Regions from separate parts of the Mus musculus genome. Here region 1 is linked to region 2. The links are chromatin contacts, called in public Hi-C maps. All regions are on one chromosome and are shown on one strand. Each heading gives the region's core, a stretch centred on a gene start, on an enhancer-like site or on the middle of the called end of the contact. The rest is flanking DNA. Distances are from core to core; before and after follow the strand shown.

The links. A called contact is a pair of places that touch in the nucleus more often than the background predicts.
Region 1: a Hi-C map of bone marrow-derived macrophages shows a contact between it and region 2, with 66 read pairs. The contact joins the enhancer-like site here to the promoter of Nlrx1 in region 2. A contact is called at or near these places in 3 of 39 promoter capture datasets (frontonasal cranial neural crest, macrophages and second pharyngeal arch cranial neural crest), 1 of 15 datasets of contacts at CTCF or cohesin (CD8 T cells), 10 of 484 Hi-C or Micro-C datasets (B cells, the G1E-ER4 cell line, bone marrow-derived macrophages and 7 more), 12 of 115 datasets of contacts at active chromatin or transcription factors (the HPC-7 cell line, bone marrow-derived macrophages, embryonic stem cells and 5 more) and 4 of 9 other capture datasets (adipose tissue, liver, macrophages and 1 more).

What each region holds. Positions count from the first base shown.
Region 1 is chr9:44,189,025-44,192,849 of GRCm38.p6, forward strand. The region is part of intron 2 of Cbl (Casitas B-lineage lymphoma); the gene reads right to left. Among named protein-coding and RNA genes, the nearest start is that of Cbl, 43 kb to the right of the region's middle. Within about 2 kb of position 2,362, at least 17 of the 459 cell types and tissues checked have an H3K27ac peak or open chromatin away from gene starts, as enhancers often do. A contact at or near this core is called in adipose tissue and bone marrow-derived macrophages, where this site is marked.
Region 2 is chr9:44,266,886-44,270,330 of GRCm38.p6, forward strand. Nlrx1 (NLR family member X1) reads right to left here and starts at 1,302. Exons shown (of 10, transcript NM_001163743.1): 1 at 1,095-1,302.

The sequences.
Region 1 (3,825 bases), core at 1,112-3,611, 77 kb before region 2:
ATCCCAACAGAGACAAGTAGATCTCTGAGTTCAAGGCCAGCCAGGTCTACAGAGTGAGTACCAGGACAGCCAGGACTACACAGAGAAACCCTGTCTTAGAGAGAGAGAGAGAGAGAGAGAGAGAGAGAGAGAGAGAGAGAGAGAGAGAGAGAAAAGAAATGAAGAAGACAAAGAGGAGAAGGAAGAAGAGGAAAAGGAGGGCACTGGCTGTTCTTCCAGAGAACCCAGGTTCAGTTCCCAGCACCCACATGGCAGCTTACCACTGTCTGTAACTCCAGTTCCAAGGGATCCTCATACAGACATGCATACAGGCAAAATACCAATGCACATAAAATAAATCAAATTTTTTTAAGGGGGGCAACATTTGGAGTTTATGGAAGTTATAAAAAGTTAAATGCATGGAAGTACCTGGAAGATATAAAATGATTCAAACCCAGGGCCTGGAGAGATGGCTCAGCAAGTAAAGACACTTGTGGTGAAAGCCTGGCAAGTTCACTCTCATGTAAAGGTAGAAGGAAAACGCTGACTCCACAAAGCTGTCCTCCAATTTCTCAAGTGTCCAAGCATGTCTTCAGATTATGTACATGCAGTAATAATACAAATTTAAAATAAGTCGATTCGACCTCAAAAGCTGAAAATTTCTATTATTTTTAGTAAGACACTGAAATTTCCTTTTATTTACTTTTTTTTATGTGTATGAGTATTTTGCCTCCATGTATGCCCTTGTATGTCTTGGGCAGAGATCAGAGAAAGGTGCCAGATCCTCTGAGACCAGAGTTACAGGTGCTGAGAACTGAACCCAGGGTCTCTGGAAGAGCAGCTAGTACTATAAACCACTGAGCCTTTTTATTTATTTATTACTTTATGTATATGGATATCTCGCCTGCATGTATGCCTATGCACCATATGCAGGCCTGGTGTCCTCAGAGCCCAGAAGAATATACTGGGTTCCCTGAAATTAGAGTTGCAGGCAGCTGTGAGCCACCATGTGTGTGCTGGTAATCAAACCCTGGCTCTCTCAAAGAGCAGCCAGTCTTCTTAAACCACTAAGCCATCTCTCCAGTCTCAGAAATGAAAATTTAAATGGGCAGATTAATAGCAAATACTTTAGAGCAGTGGTTCTCAACCTCCTTAATGCTGTGACTCTTTAATACAGTTCATCCTGCTGTGGAAACTCCCAACCTTAAGATTATTTTCTTGCTACTTCATAATTGTAATTTTGATAGTGTTATGATCCATAATGTAAATATCTGATATGTGACCCTTGTGAAAGGGCGGAGACCCACAGGTTGGGAACCAGTGCTTTAGTAGAAAACAACAATAAGCTGAAGAGAGTAGTAGAAACTTTCTAAATTAAAATACTGGGGAGGGGATCGATGTAGTCGTAGTGGCCAATGGAACATTAAGCAGTCTCCTGAAGGAGAAATGGGAGAGACAGAAACAGTGACAGGAGCTTTCCCAAGTGTGACAGAAACTGGCATCTCAACAGCACTCGAGGAAGCTCCCACAGAATGTTAACATTATTACAAAGCTATGCTTCGGGCTAAGGAGACAGATCGGTGCTGCCCTTCTCACCTCCACATGTGTGTCATGACATGTGCAAACTTATAATAAATTAATTTAGAAATAGATGAATACAATAGTTCTCAGGGCCCTTTCAGACAGTCTGAAATACTAAAATTACCTCCGTAAAATGTTACACACAACATGCCTTTTTCCACTCTAGTGACATTCGCATTCATGGCCCAGGAAACAGTGGACAAGACTGCCGATTCCAGACACAATCAAGACAACACACCAAACTATTTATGCAGTCAAAATACAGCTGTATTCTTTTTTGTTTGTTTGTTTGTTTGTTTTTCGAGACAGGGTTTCTCTGTGTAGCCCTGGCTGTCCTGGAACTCACTCTGTAGACCAGGCTGGCCTCGAACTCAGAAATCCGCCTGCCCTTTGCCTCCCGAGCACTGGGATTAAAGGCGTGCGCCACCACGCCTGGCACAGCTGTATTCGTAAAACCAAATACTGTTTGCTTGCACTTTAAGAATTCCCTTAACAGAGTCTTACAATATGGCTCAGTGATTAAAGGTACTCGTCTTAAACCTTGACAACACAAGTTCAATGCCTACAGCTTACTCAAATTACATGAGCCACGGCACTTGTACCCACACATACACATTACACACACACACACACACACACACACACACACACACTTTCTGAATCTCCTTTATTGAAGCAGACGTCTTTAATAATTACTCCTGTTAGATCCACAGTGAAGTGCTTTGTTTCTTTAGACATTCTGTGTGACACAATGAGAAGAACACCAAGTTCTGTTGCAATATGGCCAACCTTAGGAAAGTACTTACGCAATGCAACAGTGATGCAAGCTTTTTTAAAAAGGCATTTTTTTCTTAAGATCACTTAAGCCATTTCTAGCACACAACATCAACAATATCATATAACCATAACCACTATCCATTTCCAGATTTATTTACATTCCCTTTTTCTTCAATAGTGCTTACTCTTGATACATTTTACACCTGTATATATGCATTTGACCATATACCCCATTCTTATCTTTTTGAGACAGAGCATCATGTTATGATGTATCCCAGGGCGGGCTAAAACTTTCCATCCAGTAGAGAATGACCTTCAGTGTCTCTGGTCTTCCTGAGAGCTGAGACTGCAGGTGGGTGCTACAATGATGGCAATAGTTGGTTTGTTAAGATAGGCCCTAGCCTTGCAGCACACACTGGCTTTGAACCTGCAGTGATATTCCTGTCTCAGCACAGCAGAATTTCAGGAACGTGCCTCAATGCTACCATTTCTAGAACTCATCTATTCTGGCTATATGACCATTGAGCAGTAACCACCTCTCCCCTCCTTTTAGTTCCCAATACTCTATTATACCTGTCTTTATAAATTTGCACAGTCTAAATACCTCATAAGTAAAATCATAAAACGTCCTTTTAGATCTGGCTTATTTCAATCAGCAAACTGTCTTCACAATTAATCTGTGCTGTAGCTTGTATGTGCATTCTACCCCTTCTTACAGGTGAGTATTGAAACTTACCTGGCCAGTGAGATGGCTTGGACAGAGATGCCTGTGCACAAGACCTGAGTTTGACCTCAGATTTCTGGACCCCACAAGGTAGGAAAGAACCAACTGCTGAGGTGTGTGTGCATACAGAATAATACAAATTTAATTTTCCTAGAGTTCTATACAATATGTTAAACATATCCCCTCCCCATACTCACACCCTCCTTTTTCTCAGCCCTACTAGTCCCCACCACTTCCCTAGACAGTTTTACTTTGTCACTTAATATCTGTGTGCATGACTTTATGTTGACTATAGAAAAATCTAGAAATCATAAACAAGAGAAAACAATGATATACATATGGCTTTCTGTGATTGGCTTAACTCACTTATGACTAATACTGCCTTCATTTGCATTCATTTTTCTTGAAATGACAGAATTTCATTTTCCTTTATGGCTGAAAAGGTTTCACTGTACAAATGGCACACTTTTGTTATTTCCTGTTGTTGGACACCTCAGCTCGTTCCCTAACTTAGCTATGGCAGTCCTGCAGTGAATGCTATGCTCCAGAATCTCGGTGAATGCCTACTGAATTCAGAAGCTTGGGTACACACCAGGCAACTGCAACTGTACACCAACATTTCGTTTGTCCATTTATCTGCTGATAAATGTGGAGTGTATCCCACGTCTACTTGTCATGAACACTTCTGCAATGAACATGGATATACAAATATCTGATCAAGTTCCTGCTTACAGTTCTAGAAATATATGTCTTAGAAAGCTAGA
Region 2 (3,445 bases), core at 52-2,551:
GCCGCCTCTGCCTCACACTTCAGCCATGCCAACCTGGCCTCGTCAGCCCCCCTCCTCTGTTTACTTTGTGGCAGAGCTCCCCCAAGCCCTGGATTCACACACTATTCCCTTGCTCTTTATTCGAAGCCTTCCCCCACAGGCAGCGGTGGCAGTCTTACAGATCTCTCCCTACTGGTTTTTGCCAGCCTCTTCATTTCATCATTTCAGAGAGATCCTTCCAGACCTTACAAAACCCTACTTCCTCAAGTCCTCTGTGCCTCCACTGTTGGCCTATTCCACTCCCTCATCCCCTGCAGAAATCAGCTCCCTAAACTCCTAAGCTACTTGACAGCTATGAAACCCAGGCCCACACAAGCTATTTTTCCAGGTTTGCCCCCAGCCCACACCTCATCCTCCAAGACTACTATTGGATTCTTGCTCTCACCTTCCTAACTCAGTCCCTATACTTTGGTTAGCATTTACTTTATCAGAATCCCAGACACTCTTTGAAGATACTGCTCAAGGTACTCTTTCCCAAGGAGTCTATTCTGGCCCACCCCATCCCACAGCTCCTTGACATGCATATGTGGCTAGGCTGGCGTGGCCTCCCTCACTGCCGCTAGGGCAGAAGGGAAGCAAACTTAGGAAGAGGCTGCACTGAGCACAACTAGCCAGAGCAGGAGCTGGCTGAGGTCTTGAGTGGGCTGGAAACAGGAGACCTGGGGATTAGAGAAAGGTCCTGAAAACCTGACAAATCCCAGGATTGACATCAATCAGCCCCAGGTCCACTGAGTCAAGATAAGACGTGCAGGGTCTAGGATAATTCTCTAATCGAGCAGTTGTCATGGCACTAATCAAAAGAAGGAATGCAACAGAAGTTGCGGAGCTTTTCCACCAAACTGGGTCCCAAATAGCTTTCCCACTTCCACTTGGCTTGGGGGCGGGGGGGCAAAGTGAAGCTGCCAGTAGGCCTGTATTCAGCGCCCAAGCTCCGGCAGAATCCCCAGTGCCACTTGCCCGCTCCCGCGACCCAGCTGCCCGGCTCTTGCTTCCGGGGCCCAGCGCAGCCGTCCAGCCGGGGGCCGGAGGAGCGATCGACCCAGTTAGGCCTTTACCCAGGTTGCCTAGGCCCTGGTGCCCGTCGCCGTGGCCCGGAGGGAAGGAGGCCTGCGTCTCCCGCTGGCTCCGAGCTTCCCCGGCTCGCTCGGCACGGCGCGTCTAGGCCGCCTCCGCCCGCCAGCCAGCGCGCAGCCCGGCCCACTCTGGCACCCCGCCCGGTCTGGACACTGGAGGGCACTGAGCAAAGACCCGCAGAAGGGGGAATGGGGTGCTGGCGCGGGGCGGAGACTCCGGCCCCACCCGGTCTTCCCAGGGCCCAGGTTCCCGTACTGCCCCCTGCAGGTTCCCAAGCGTCAGGCCCAGCCGATGACCTCATCCACCTCCAAGTCTGGACTTGATGAAGCCCATTTTACAGATGAAGACACGGAAGCGTGGAAGAGAAAATGACTCGGGCGCAGGTCGTCCCTGTTGGAAGTAGATGATTCAGAAGAAAAGCTCCGGTCTAGGCCTTCCTTACACTTAGGTACTCATCCCCAGAGCATAATGACTTCCCTTCCTGCTCACAAACGTAGCTTACCTCCAGGCAGAAGACAGCCCTTCTTGGATCCTCCCCTTCTGTGTTATTCAGTCCCAAGACTCTAGAGGGGGGCCTCTGACCACTTTGGCCAGGAAGGAAGAATGGGTACCGACAGATAACTTCCTTCTCCAACCTGTTCTTCCTGTCTGACATCCCGTCATGGTTTTAGCCTTGGGACTTCCGTGTTCTAAAAACCCCAACCCTCATCCCTTCCATTCAAGGAACACCCAAGGTTCTCGTAACCAAGCTGACAGTGACCTTCAAACAAGGAACGCCTCCACATGCAAACACTGGTGTGCAATGTGCAAAGAACAGACATGAAGTAGAGAACTCAGAGAGAGAGGCTCCTCAGGGCCGGCTGGGAAGAGGCTTTTGTGGTCTACCCTCCATAGGAACAGAAGGCCAATGGTGATAATTTTATCTAGGCGATTGTCCATTTATTCCATGTGTGGTGTTAGGCCAGTACTGAACATTCACCCTGGGCTGCCAAGCAGAGCAAGTCATGCAGGGACCCACCATACTTGACAATGAATTTCTTCAGAAGTCGAGGCAAACTATTAGGAAAATTACTACCTGCCTCTAGCAGAGACTCTGACATTTGAACTGGCTGTTAAAAAGTCAGAATGAAAAAAGTCACTGGGCAGCATGGAAAAGGGCATATTTGCATTTTAAGAGATGTTCTTCTAAGATTGGAGAATGGCTCGGCCGTTAGGAGCACTGGCTGCTCTTCCAGAGGGCCTGGGTTCCATTCCCAGCATCTACACAGCAGCTCACAACCATCTGTAACTCCATTCTCAGTGGATCTGATGCCCTCTTCTGGCCTCTTCAGGCACTGCATGTATATGGTACACAAATACACATGCATGCAAAATACCCATACACATATTTATTTGTTTGTTTATTTGTTTATTTATTTATTGGTTTTTCGAGACAGGATTTCTCTGTATATCCCTGGCTGTCCTGAAACTCACTTTGTAGACCAGGCTGGCCTTGAACTCAGAAATCCACCTGCCTCTGCCTTCCAAGTGCTGGGATTAAAGGCGTGCACCACCACCGCCCGGCTGAACATTTTTTTGCACATATTTTTTTAAATATTAAAAATAAAAGAGTCTGGGTAGAGGTAGCACATGCCTTTAATTTCAGTACAAGAAGGCAGAGGCAGGTGGATCTCTGAGTTCAAGGCCATCCTGGTCTACAGAGCGAGTTTCAGGATAGCCAGGAATACACAGAGAAACCCTGTCCTGAAAAGAAAAGAAAAGAAAAGAAAAGAAAAGAAAAGAAAAGAAAAGAAAAGAAAAGAAAAGAAAAGAGAAGAGAAGAGAAGAGAAGAGAAGAGAAGAGAAGGATGGATAGATGGAAGGGTGGATGGATGGATGGATAAATAAATAAAGTTCTTCCAGAGATTGAATAATATGAGCATCTCCATGGATATAGTCTCAGGGGTGACATTTAGGGTCCAGTAGTTTCTCTCCACTTACCTTGCCGTGGGAAGTCAACTGTCACCTGGACCTGGCTACAATTATTGTTTATTGCTCACAGCAAAACCATTCCCTTCCCTCTATGAATATGACAACTGTGTGGGTTATTATATTAACATATAATTTGACTGGCCTCTGCAGACAGAAGGACTGTGAGTCATGCTGTGGGCATGTTCTCTGTTGTCTGGCCTCAGTGTGAGCCACTAGGTGCTCTGAGAGCCATGGCACAGAGATCCATCTCGATCAACTCTGCCCGCCAGCACTTTGCGAGAGCCCTGACACAGAGGCAGCATGCTGTGAATACAGTCTCTGGGGCCTAGCAGGTGGGCATGAGAGAGAGAGAGAGAGAGAG